Linked DNA regions of Gossypium hirsutum: regions 1 and 3 are each linked to region 2. The links are chromatin contacts, called in public Hi-C maps. All regions are on one chromosome and are shown on one strand. The core of a region is the stretch at or near the end of the contact, and the rest is flanking DNA. Distances in the headings are between cores, read along the strand shown. Region 1 holds the start of LOC107937700 (UPF0481 protein At3g47200). Region 2 holds the start of LOC107937726 (50S ribosomal protein L3, chloroplastic). Region 3 holds the start of LOC107937652 (UPF0481 protein At3g47200).

Evidence for each region. A called contact is a pair of places that touch in the nucleus more often than the background predicts.
Region 1: a contact with region 2 is called in a Hi-C map of leaf, with 2.1 times the contacts expected there. The contact joins the promoter of LOC107937700 here to the promoter of LOC107937726 in region 2. A contact is called at or near these places in 3 of 34 Hi-C or Micro-C datasets (leaf and seedling).
Region 3: a Hi-C map of leaf shows a contact between it and region 2, with 2.0 times the contacts expected there. The contact joins the promoter of LOC107937652 here to the promoter of LOC107937726 in region 2. A contact is called at or near these places in 2 of 34 Hi-C or Micro-C datasets (both in leaf).

What each region holds. Positions count from the first base shown.
Region 1 is chrD13:55,301,669-55,306,164 of Gossypium_hirsutum_v2.1, forward strand. It overlaps LOC107937700 (UPF0481 protein At3g47200), which reads left to right and starts at 1,326. Exons shown (of 2, transcript XM_016870653.2): 1 at 1,326-1,666; 2 at 1,835-3,289. The coding sequence starts at 1,844. The coding sequence ends at 3,187.
Region 2 is chrD13:55,151,486-55,155,704 of Gossypium_hirsutum_v2.1, forward strand. It overlaps LOC107937726 (50S ribosomal protein L3, chloroplastic), which reads right to left and starts at 1,830. Exons shown (of 2, transcript XM_016870686.2): 1 at 1,063-1,830; 2 at 205-599. The coding sequence starts at 1,600. The coding sequence ends at 310.
Region 3 is chrD13:55,395,979-55,400,400 of Gossypium_hirsutum_v2.1, forward strand. It overlaps LOC107937652 (UPF0481 protein At3g47200), which reads left to right and starts at 1,361. Exons shown (of 2, transcript XM_016870593.2): 1 at 1,361-1,621; 2 at 1,821-3,253. The coding sequence starts at 1,824. The coding sequence ends at 3,167.

The DNA of each region.
Region 1 (4,496 bases), core at 76-2,575, 150 kb after region 2:
GTTTGAAATGGCATGTTTAAGTGTGTTTGAATGATGTTTAAATCCCTTGAATGTGTACACAAATGGGATGATTGGTTATATGTATTTTGGCCTTGAATTGGCTTGTTTTAGGGTCAAATTATGGATCACATGGCTTGGGACACGGGCTGTCACACAGCCGTGTGATATACACGGCATAGCTACACGACCATGTGTCATGTGTAAATTTCTAGTGTTTTAATTCAGTGAGTTACACGGCCTAGCACACGGCCGTATGTTGCAACTCAGAAAGTTACACGGCCTAGCACACAGCCCGCGACACAGCCATGTGACCCTACTTAGTTAGTTACACGGGTAAATACACGGGCTAGGACACGGCTATGTGTTCCCTTGTATGATTGCTACATAGCCTAGGCTATGTCACACGGCCGTGTGACCCCTGTTTTCTAATTTTTCTAAAATTTTCCCAAATCTTCTATTTTGTTTCAAATTAGTCTTAAATTGCTTCTAAGTTATTTTTAAGGCCTTGAAGGCTCGATTTAGGGACCAAATGTATATGTTTACTATGATTTTGATTCAGATTAATTTTTTAAATGTTATGATGATAAATGTTTTTCGATGGATGGATAATGCTCCATAACCCTAATCCGAAGACAGTGACGGGTTAAGGGTGTTATATTAATTATGGATCTTAAATAATAAAAGCTATGTTGCTTTATTATTAACAAAAAAATTATGATTATTCAAGTAATTTATAAAAAATGATATTGTTATTAAGAATGTATCTATTCAAATAAGTATCTATTGAATAATTATGTTTCTACGAAGAGACATGAGAACTTACATAGATAGGAGAGGAATTTTATTTACATATATACTAAGAAATACCAAACCAAACCAAACCAAAAATTCAAAAACAAAGGTTTCCCTAATCTTCTCCATCAAAGATTTTCCTATAAAGAATTATTACAAAAATTATTTATAGAAATCTATACTTTTACTATGTTCCGCATTATCATAAATAGGAGAGGGAGTGGATCGACATCTTCGACAGTAAATCAAATGGAAGCTAGTTTCGGCTTTTGCTGATATTACAACGCTGCTTCATGGAATAAAATTCACAAAATCGGCACAAGGAGATAGAGAAATTCAAAGAGAAGCAAAGGAGTTGGCAACTAAAGCCCTAATGTGGATTTATCCTTTAGTTTGTTTGTATTTTCTTACGTCCTTTTCTAATTAATTTCCTGTCGTCTATTTGGGAGACCTAAAAGAAAAAGGCAGTTGATAGAAGACAAAGAAAGCTGTGAAACACATTTATGGTACCCTACCGGCCCCCGACTCCACCCGTGGCTAGACAAAGAAAGCTGTGAAACACATTAACCCTTTAATATATTAAATATAGGAGACATTAACAGCTAACTAAATACATTGTAAGATTCAATTTATAAACACCCACCAATGCCACCTTTTCTAATATTTTTGTTGATGTTTAGTTGGATCAGATTCAACCAACCTGATCCAAATTTGCATCTATATAAGTGCCCTTAGCCACTCTGATCGACTTCAAAGATTCAAATATTATCTAGTAACTAGTTCTTCAACGTTTCCCTTCCATTTCTCTCCGTTTCCAAATCCAGGCTTCCCCAGCCAATTCTAGTATTGGAAGCCAAAGGTTATCGAATTCCCTGTAAGTTTTAAGTCAGTAAAATACCAGTACTGATCTGGTCGGTACATACTGATTTCAAAGCACTGTAATGTTGCATGCCACATAACGATACTAAAATCATTTTTCATTCAATATATAAATAAAGTTTATTGCTAACTTGATATGTATGCTTGATACATGAAAAAGTAGGTGCAAGAAATGGCTCCAAGGAAGGGACAATTAGGCTCAATTAACGCCCCATCATTTGAGACAAAGAAAGATGAAGCATCCAATGATTCGGAAGTTGAGGATTTGGAGCGGGGGCCGGACCAAGGGTTTATCTACGAGGTCCCTAGGAACATTCGTCAAGCAAATCCAAAAGCTTACACTCCTCTACTAATTTCAATTGGCCCTCTTCATTATCGGAAAACAAGTTTGGCTAGCATGGCCAAGTATAAAGTGGATTATCAAGTTAAATTTCTTCAAAGGACTTCCGTTTCCAAGAAGGCATTGGAAAGTTTTTGGAGCTTCATTGAACGCAACGATAAAAGTATTCTCAACTGTTACGAGGCTTTAATCGATGAAGACGAGTTCGTAAAGATGATATTTTATGATGCACTGTTTATCATGGAGCTCTTCTTGAGGAACTATGAGAAGGAGGTGGAAAAAAATTCGGACATCAAAGACTTGTTGTTGAAAGAAACATGGTCCGCTGGTCTACGGAGGGATTCGATCTTACTTGAAAACCAGATCCCAATGTTCGTGCTTGAAGAACTGTATAAACCATATGAAAACCACAAACTAGCATCAGATGCCTCTGTTCCTTCTTTCCTTAAACTAGCTTGCTCCTACTTTGACATTCCATGGGACCCGCAGTTCGAGCATATAGAAATCCCACACTTCACCGCTTTGCAAAGATGCCATATGACCAAAACACAAAATCCATCATCAAAGACCAAGATCCCAACGTTGAAAAAAGTGTATGGTGCCACAAGTTTGCATGAAGTTGGTGTTGAGCTTATAGTTGAACCTAATCAAACTGCATGTTTGCTTGATGTTAAATTTGACGGTAAAAAGCTTAAAATCCCCAAATTGACCGTGCACTCCAACACTGAAGCTTACCTTCGGAACGTCATGGCGTTCGAGATGTGCCATTGTCCAGATGAAGCCTACGTTTGTGCTTACATAGAACTAATGAATTATCTTATTCCAACTGCCCAAGATGTAGAACAGTTAATAGAAGAAGGGATTTTAAGCAAGGAAGGCAAAAACGAAGGAAGACTGGTTACCATAATAAACACAAATATAGCGGTGCAACGTATGATTAAGAAATTTATGCAGGGAATTGGGGAGCCACCTGCTTGCTACCGGGAAACCGCGAACCGATTGAACCAGCTTTATAAAGAGGGTCGGAAGCGCAAAGTGACATTATTCATCAAGGAAAATTATGGAATTCTGAAGCGTGTTTACTTCCCCAATCTTTGGAGAGGAACAGGGACTGTTGCTGCTTTTATGGTGGTCGTCCTCACCTGCATACAAACCGTGTTTGCTTTTGTGAATTAATTTTTAGTATTATCGTGCTGGTGTGTTTTCAATAAAATACGAATTCCTATGCATTTGTATGTAATGAAAGTAGTGATTGAAGTTTTCATGGTTTTGCTTTTAGTTTGGCATTTGGCTACGGTCAAATATTTTAGTGTATATTAAGTTTAATTATCATGCCAAAGTTGACATTATATGCCCAATCACCTAATTTTTCTGGGTATGTAATCTTCAGTACCTGCTTGCACAAACCACACCATCTGCTTAACTTATCGTTGCTCCGTCACTCAACCCAACTCCTGACCTCTTCATCTGCACCCATCTATCTATATATCTAGTAAAGAAGGTTGAGGTTAAAGATGATCAATTGAACAACTTAAGGGAGGAACAGGTTGTGGATGGTAGAGATTTAGTGAATAAAGGAGAAGGAAAAGAAAGAAGGGAGAAAGGGAAAAGAAAGAAAATCTCGCATGTCATTTAAGAAAGTAAGTAATTAATATTCAGAAAAAAGAAGAAGGAACAATTCTTCTTAAATACTTGGCATACTTTGTATGTTAGCTACCTTAGTTTTGGCATAATTTTTACTAAGACATAGCACTTAAAATAACAAGTGAGCAGAAGTATCCATGTTCATTAGTAGGTATAAGCAAACTCAAAACATATCAATTCATCACTTTCACATAACTTGTCTCAATGTCATATTATTCTATCATTATCTATAATAACATAACAACTTCACATAGTTCATTTTTAATGTCATATTCCATTACCGATCTATAAGATTATACTAATTCCATACAACTCCTTTCAATGTTATATCAAATTATTTTATCAACTCATTTCATTACATTTTCAAGTTTTATATTCCAATTATCATGTTTCGCCAGATGGAACCTTAGTAAAACGGACTCAGATACATAGGTAAACTATGCCATACTAGGTTGCTCATCCAAGCTATATAATACTCGATGATCCGCAACAGATGTTGAATCTCAATATAACCTATAATAATCTTCGTACAATCACATATCCCGTTCCAGCACGCATATAACTCAATGGGCATCAATTACACATATTTCATTATCATCCCTATAATCAATCAATTTTATACATTTATACTCTATAGTCATTCAAATTTTCACATTTATCATGCAATAGTCAATCATCACATGGCATTCCAATTCATTCCATTAGTAGCCATATATGTCAAATTCACTAATATTTTAAATTATACTCAAACATAGATATATCAAATTAAACACAAGCACACATATCATACAAAAATGAGATAGTAAATTCCATATGAACTTACCTATTCAAAACAAAACAC
Region 2 (4,219 bases), core at 580-3,079:
TTTGAAGAATAATATTCTTTACATATCTCAATATGTATTGGGAAAAAAAATGCCGACCAATGGACAACTTAAAAGAAAATGAAAAGGATATGTATACTGCAATCTAGCAGAGTTGCGCAGAGAATATTGACAAGTAGAATTGACTGATCAATTTAAGAAGTTCACAAATTGAGAAGCCATTTCCAAATTCAGGAATCAACTCAATAAAAGAAAAGGTAAATTTCGACTTAAACTCATACAACAATGAATACATCAAAAGTTCCCACAACTGAAATACTAGCTGAAATGAAATGAGTTCAATACATGAAACTAGCTCTTTGGTATGTTCTTTCCAACAATCTTAGCGGGGGTTATTCGTAGCAGATTTCCGGGCTTACCAGGGACAGCACCTTTGATCATCACAACTCGAAGCTCATTGTCAATTTTCACAATCTTGAGCTTTCGGATCTTTCTTTTGCTTCCTCCCATCCTGCCAGGCATTTTCTTTCCCTTGTACACACGCCCAGGTGTTGTTCCAGCACCAATAGACCCCAATGCTCTATGACTCTTGGAACCATGGCTCATTTGACCTCTTTTAAAATTATGGCGCTTTATTCCACCTGTGCAAAAATTATGCCAAATATTACATTCCACCAATTGGGGAATTTGAATTGCCAAAACAACGAGACCCACATTATGGCAAAGGAAGCTAAAACCTTTGAAGAAACCCTTGGCATTTCATATCAATGTGCTAAAAACAATGTAATATGAGCCAAAGGATATACTTGGATACTAACCAAAATATACAAGGAGATTGAATAATAATAATATATATATGTGTATGGATGGATGTAACATCAATAAAAGAGAAAAAGATCACCCATTTCTGAACTTTGCAATTTGACAAAATTGAAGCCTAACAACACCAGCATTGATGAAGCTATGGTTCACACAATTGATTCACTTGAAACACAAGGATTTTAATTTGGAATATCAAACTTTTGTTCATCAACAACTCCACTAGAAACATAATATAAAACCATCATAACCTTCAAAATGCAATAAATAAATATAAAATCAAACCTTGAAATCCTTTCCCTATGGTAGTCCCAGAGACATCAACAAGATCACCTTCCTTAAAAATCTCTTCAACAGCCAATTTCTGACCAGTCTCAAACTCCCCCACACTTTGCAACCTAAATTCTTGCAAATGCCTCATAGGAATAACAGCAGCTTTCCCCAAATGACCCAACTCAGGCTTTGTCAACTTCTTATCCCTAACTCTCCGATACCCAACTTGAACAGCATCATAGCCATCAGTAGCCGATGTCTTAACTTGGGTCACTATATTTCCTTCTCTAAAACCAACTACAGTCACTGGAACAACTGTGCCATCAGTTTCAAAGAAACTCATCATTCCAAGCTTTGTGCCCATTACTCCAATGCCTGCTTCCATGCTCATTGAGACTATATGCGAAAAAGGCCTCTTCTCGGTAGTTTTGAAGGCAAAAGAAAACTGGGTTTTTGTGGGTTTTGAGAGAAAAGAAGATTTGAGGGAGAAAGGAGGAGACTTTTGGCAGCAATAGCCTAAAGAATGGAGAGATAAGGTAGCAATTGGCATAGTTTTTCTGGGTTTGATTCAGAATAAAGATTAGGAAGATGAAATTTTGAGCCAAAACAGAACACAGAAAAATTTTGAAGCTTTTATCCTTAGAGCCCTTGCTCTTTCTTATCTAGTTGCAGATGAGACGTGGGAAGCAATCTCCTGCTGTTGGATGCATAGAATGGTTTTTTGGACCATTGGAATACCTAATTCCTCATCCAATTTTTAAGTTGCTTTTATTTTATCACTTTAACAATAAATTCTTATAATTTTATTATTTAATTTTTAAAATATTTTTATTTTAATCATTCAAATATTAAATCTTTATCAATTAAAGAATTGAATTATTTGTTACTCCAATAAACAGACTCAAATCAAAAGCCCTTATATTAGTAAGATGAGATTTATCAAGGTTTATGCGTAGGCATGGTACATACAGTATATCTTTGAGCACCCTACACTGTTCAAGATTTGCTCTAAACAAAATTTGTTTTCAACGAAATATAAATGAGACTGACATGCTCTATCAACTAATTTTTATCCCTTGGAGAATTCCTCAATTTTCCGCCTTCTTCATATCTAAATATAAAAGATTTGAGATAAATAGAGTTTTTCTTTTTCCATAAGTTTAGAAATTATAACTTTTTTTTAATTTTTTAATAATGTCAAAACAACAATGATAGGACAACCACGAATCTAAAATATAAACAATAAAACAAATTTAAAAAATACTAAAAATAACAGAACAATGTGATGGTCTTGTGTCCATTGGTGGGCTCAGTTTATATCATTTTTCACCTCAATAATTAAAACTAAAACAATTAAATAACATATTTATATATGTAAAAATCAATAAATTTAAGGGTAAACTACACCGTTAGTCACTCTAAATAAGAGTCGCTCCTATTTTTTTGTTAAGTTGGTCACCCAAAAAAAATATTGATCAAATTGCCCACTTTTGCAGGCACAACAAATAAGGATGTGACTCAGACTGTGCTAACAACTCTTGTTTCCTACCCAGAGTCTAAAACCTTTGTTCCTATGACTCCTAAGGAGTTAGGGGGAGATGTATCCTTTTCTGCCTTTGAGACTTCAACTGTTGCATCATCCCAATAGAATCAACAAGTTGCTACTGAGATTGACGTGCTACTAAACAACCCATTGCGCTCGAGCACACGCCTATTCCCAAGCATAAAATTGAACCCTAGTTGTTGCTATAACTAGCCAAGGTAATCTTGTTTCTACAATTTATAGTTCATTAGTTAATGTTGTTGTTACAATTGCAGGACCATCTTCCTCAAAAAGTCCAATTGATACATTTGCCTTCACCACCAATATTCAAGAACTTGTGGTGGAACCTATGAAGGTTGCAAAAGATAATAAGTAAGACCATATTGTCTCTACTACTACTAAAAATAAGGCTAAGTTTGGAGCCTCAAACTCTAAGATTGAAGTGACCGAGGAAGTGCCCACTTCCACTAGCCCATCGTTGGTAACCATAAGGAGAATCCACTTTGTAATGGAAAATGGGTTTGACGACATAGAGGCTGTCAAGAAAAAACAAGGCAAGGCTCCAATTGTTGAAAAAGCTAACAAGAAACAAAAGATTGTTGTAGAAAGTTCTAATGATCCGATGAATCAAAGACAATAACTAAGTCAAGCTTTAATGAGGATGCACCTTTGAAGAGTGTCACTACTAGAAAAGCTAGGACCAAGCATCCCAATGCTCCTTTCTTTGCACAATAGAGAAATAAAAAGATGAAGCAAGTTGGGGTTCTAGAGTTGCTTGTTGGCGCTACTAATGTTGCCAAAGGAGAAGAAAAAGAAAGATTGATTGAAAAGAGGAATCAAGTATTCCTAACCTTTGCCTATTCTAAGAGGTGCTTTTATTTTCTCAAGAAAAGTTTCATAGAAGAGCAAAACTGTAACATCCGCATTATGCCTCAGAGCTAGGTATAGTGCTATGTCGGATTAGGAATATTAGAAAATTTTAGAAACAGATTAAATAGGAAATTTTGAGTGTGAGTATAAGAACTAGTTAGAGCCTATAGGAAATTAGAAAATTTTTTTAGATCAGGAAACTTAATTTGAGATGTTAACTAAATTGTAGAAGAATAGAAAGTGTTGTGGTAAAAGTAGAAAGTTAAAAATTAGAAAAGAAATACATGGAATTGGTGAGAAAAGATGAAGGACTAGAAGTGAAATTTGACCATAAGAAAACATGAATCATGCATGGTATTATAGAAAAGATAAAGGATAAAATAGTATTTAATTAAATTAGATAAATATGGAAAAAAACTTAATTATTAAGGATGGAATTGTGTTAAATTGCCATTGGTGGACCAATTTGCAAAACTATTATTTTAATGATTAATATAGAGACATTTTCATGGAACTATGTAGAAAAGGGTAGAAAAGATGAAAAAATTTCATCCTCTATAAGAAGAAAAAAAATGTCACCCGCTAAAGCCATAAACAAACTTTTAATTTTATTCCAAATAGGTCCTTCCACCATTTCTTAGCCTGCCTAAGCTCAATTCCTTCAATTTCTTTAATGTTTTCTTAGCAAATACAACAAAGAAGACAAATAATCATCTTAATTTCATGAGAAAAGACTCCATAGATGTGTTGAAGGAG
Region 3 (4,422 bases), core at 111-2,610, 240 kb after region 2:
GGTGCCTTTGAATGACATATTGGTTAGATGAATTAGGATGTTTGAAATGGCATGTCTAGGTTTGTTTGAATGATTTTTAAATCCCTTGAATGTGTGCACAAATAGGATAATTGGTTACATGTATTTTAGCCTTGAATTGGCTTATTTTAGGGTCAAATTATGGATCACACAGCTTGGGACACGGGCTGTCACATGGCCGTGAGATATGCACGGCCTAGCTACACGGCTTTGTGTAATATGTAAATTTCTAGTGTTTTAAGTTAGTGAGTTACATGGCCGTATGTTGCAATTCAGAGAGTTACACGGCTTGGTACATAGCCTGCGACACAACCATATGACCCTACTTAGTGAGTTACACGGGAAAAGACACAGGCTAGGACAAGGTCGTATGTCCCCTTGTTCAATTGTTACACAGCTTGGGCAATGTCACACGGCTGGGTGACCCCTATTTTTCAATTTTTCCAAATTTTTCCCAATCTTCTATTTTGTTTCAAATTAGTCCTGAATTGCTTCTAAGTTATTTTTAAGGCCTTGAAGGCTTCATTTAGGGACCAAATATATATGTTTACTCTGATTTTGATTGAGATTAATTTTTTAAATGTTATGATGATAAATTTTTTCTGATGGATCGATAATGGTCCATAACCCTAATCCGACGACAGTGACGGGTTAAGGGTGTTATATTAATTATGGATCTTAATTAATAAAAGCTATTTTGCTTTTTTATTAACAAAAAAATTATGATTATTCAAGTAATATGTAAAAAATGATCTTGTTCATTCTTAATAGATGTAACTATCCAAATAGATATCTATTGGATAGTTATGTCTCTACGAAGAGACGTGAGCACTTAAATAAATAGGAGATGAATTTTATTTACATATATACTAAAAATTCCAAACCAAACCAAAAATTCAGAAACAAAAGTTTCTCTAATCTTCTCCATCAAAGATTTTCCTATAAAGAATTATTACAAAAATTATTTATAGAAATTGATACTCTTACCATGTTTCACATAATCATAAATAGGAGATCGAGTAAATCTTCTCCATCAACATCTTCGACAGTAAATCAAATGGAAGCTAGCTTCGGCTCTTGCTGATATTACAACACTGCTTCATGGAATAAAATTCACAAAATCGGCACAAAGGAGATCGAGAAATTCAAAGAGAAGCGAAGGAGTTGGCAATTAAAGCCCTAATGTGGATTTATCCTTTAGTTTGTTTGTATTTTCTTACGTCCTTTTCTTATTAATTTCCTGTCGTCTATTTGGGAGACCTAAAAGAAAAAGACAGTTGATAGAAGACAAACGAAGCTGTGAAACACATTAAATATAGGAGACATGAACAGATAACTAAATACATTTTAAGATTCAATTTATAAACACTCACCAATGCCACCTTTCTAATATTTTTGTTGATGTTTATGTGGATCAGATTCAACCAACCTGATCCAAATTTGCATCTGTATAAATGCCTTTAGCCACTCTGATCGACTTCAAGGATTCACTTATTATCTAGTAACTAGTTCTTCAACGTTTCCCTTCCATTTCTCTCCGTTTTCAAATCCCGGCTTCAGCAACCAATTCTAGTATTGGAAGCCAAAGGTTATCGGATTCCCTGTAAGTTTTAAGTCTCTATGTGTATGATCTACAGTAGTCAGTAACATACAAGTACTGGTCTGGTCGGTACATACTGATTTCAAAGCACTGTAATGTTGTATGCCACATAACGATACAAAAATCATTTTTCATTCAATATATATATAAATTTTATTGATAACTTGATATGCATGCTTGATACATGAAAAAGTAGTTGCAGGAAATGGCTCCAAAGAAGGGACAATTAGGCAAAATTAACGCCCCATCATTTGAGACAAAGAAAGATGAAGCATCCAATGATTCGGAAGTTGAGGATTTGGAGCGGGGGCCGGACCAAGGGTTTATCTACGAGGTCCCTAGGAACATTCGTCAAGCAAATCCAAAAGCTTACACGCCTCTATCAATTTCAATTGGCCCTCTTCATTATCGGAAAACAAATTTGGCTAGCATGGCCAAGTATAAAGTGGGTTATCAAGTTAAATTTCTTCAAAGGAATTCCGGTTCCAAAGAGCCATTGGAAAGTTTTTGGAGCTTCATTGAACGCAACGAGAAAAAGATTCTCAACTATTACGAGGCTTTAATCGATGAAGACGAGTTTGTAAAGATGATATTTTATGATGCACTGTTTATCGTGGAGCTCTTCTTGAGGAACTACGAGAAGGAAGTGAAAAATTCGGACGTAAAAGACTTCTTGTTGAAAGAAACATGGTCCGCTGGTCTACGGAGGGATTTGATCTTACTTGAAAACCAGATCCCAATGTTCGTGCTTGAAGAACTGTATAAACCATATGAAAACCACAAACTAGCATCAGATGCCTCTGTTCCTTCTTTCCTTAAACTAACTTGCTCCTACTTTGACATTCCATGGGACCCGCAGTTCGAGCATATAGAAATCCCACACTTCACCGCTTTGCAAAGATGCCATATGACCAAAACACAAAATCCATCATCCGAGACCAAGATCCCAACGTTAAAAAAAGTGTATGGTGCCACAAGTTTGCAAGAAGTTGGTGTTGAACTTATAGTTGAACCTAATCAAACTGCATGTTTGCTTGATATTAAATTTGAAGGCAAAAAGCTTAAAATCCCCAAATTGACAGTGCACTCCAACACTGAAGCTTACCTTCGGAACGTCATGGCGTTCGAGATGTGCCATTGTCCAGATGAAGCCTACGTTTGTGCTTACATAGAACTAATGAATTATCTCATTCCAACTGCCCAAGATGTAAAACCGTTAATAGAAAAAGGGATTTTAAGCAAGGAAGGCAAACACGAAGGAAGACTGGTTACCACAATAAGCACGGATATAATGGTGCAACGTACGATTAAGAAACTTATGCAGGGAATTGGGGAGCCACCTCCTTGCTACCGGGAAACCGCGAACCAATTGAATCAGCTTTATAAAGAGGGTCGGAAGCGCAAAGTGACATTATTCATCAAGAAAAATTATGGAATTCTGAAGCGTGTTTATTTCCCCAATCTTTGGAGAGGAACAGGGACTGCTGCAGCTTTTATGGTGGTCATCTTCACCATCATACAAACCGTGTTGGCTTTTGTGAAAGATTAATTTTTAGTATTATTGTGCTGGTGTGTTTTCAATAAAATACGAATGCCTACGCATTTGTATGTAATGAAAGTAGTGATTGAAGTTTTCATGGTTTTGCTTTTAGTTTGGCATTTGGCTAGGGTCAAATACTTTAGCGTATATTAAGTTCAATTATCATGCCAGAGTTAACATTATCTGTCCTATCACCTAAATTTTCTGGGTATGTAATCTTCAGTACCTGCTTGCACAAACCACACCATCTGCTTAACTTATCGTTGCTCCGTCATTCAAACCAACTCCTAACCTCTTCATCTGAATCCATCTATCTATATATCTCGTAAAGAAGGTTGAGGTTAAAGATGATGTGAACAAGTTAAAGGGAGGAACAGGTTGTGGATGGTAGTGATTTAGTGAATAAAGGAGAAAGAAAATAAAGAAGGGAGAAAGGAAAAAGAACGAAAATCTCGCATGTCATTTAAGAAAGTAAGTAATTATATTCAGAAAAAAGAAAAAGGAACAATTCTTTTTAAATACTTGGCATACTTACCATGTTTAGATACAAGCATGTTAGCTACCTTAGTTTTGGCATAATTTTGACTAAGACATAGCACTTAAAATAACTAGTGAGCAGAAGTATCCATGATCATTAGTAGGTATAAGCAAACTGTTGGAACTGAGAATGTAAAAATGAAAGATGCAAGCAGTTTCTTGAGCTTAAGGGCTCGATACTTGCTGAGCAAACAATACAGAATAAAACTTAAAAGACAAAAGAAAAGCAAGAAGAGAGAGTTTGATGATGAATCTTTGATGAATTTTTCATTAACTTGAAGAATGTCATAATGCCAATATATATACCAGACATAAGCTGGTCAAAGAGGAACAAAATGGTTACCTAAACATCACCTACTACCACTAAATACATTGAAACTAGTTAAACTTAACTTGTACACTTTGCAAAGCTGATTTATCAGCTCATACATTACCTAATTACATTACGTACATTGACAACTTAGTTCAAATCAAACTAAGAAACAAAACAAACTTTTAAAGTAACCAAAATGAATCACTAGCATAAGTTTCTTTATAACTGCATGGCTCAGTAGTTTGGTCTGCTCCTTGTGTTGCATGGAAGCCAGCTTCAACACTCCTCATTGGCTTGCTTGCTGTAAACTCCTAATTTGTCTCTAAAATGCTCAAACCTTGACACACTAAGGGGCTTTGTCAGGATATCAGCAAGTTGATCCTCAGAACTGCAATGGATCAATTTCACCTCTTG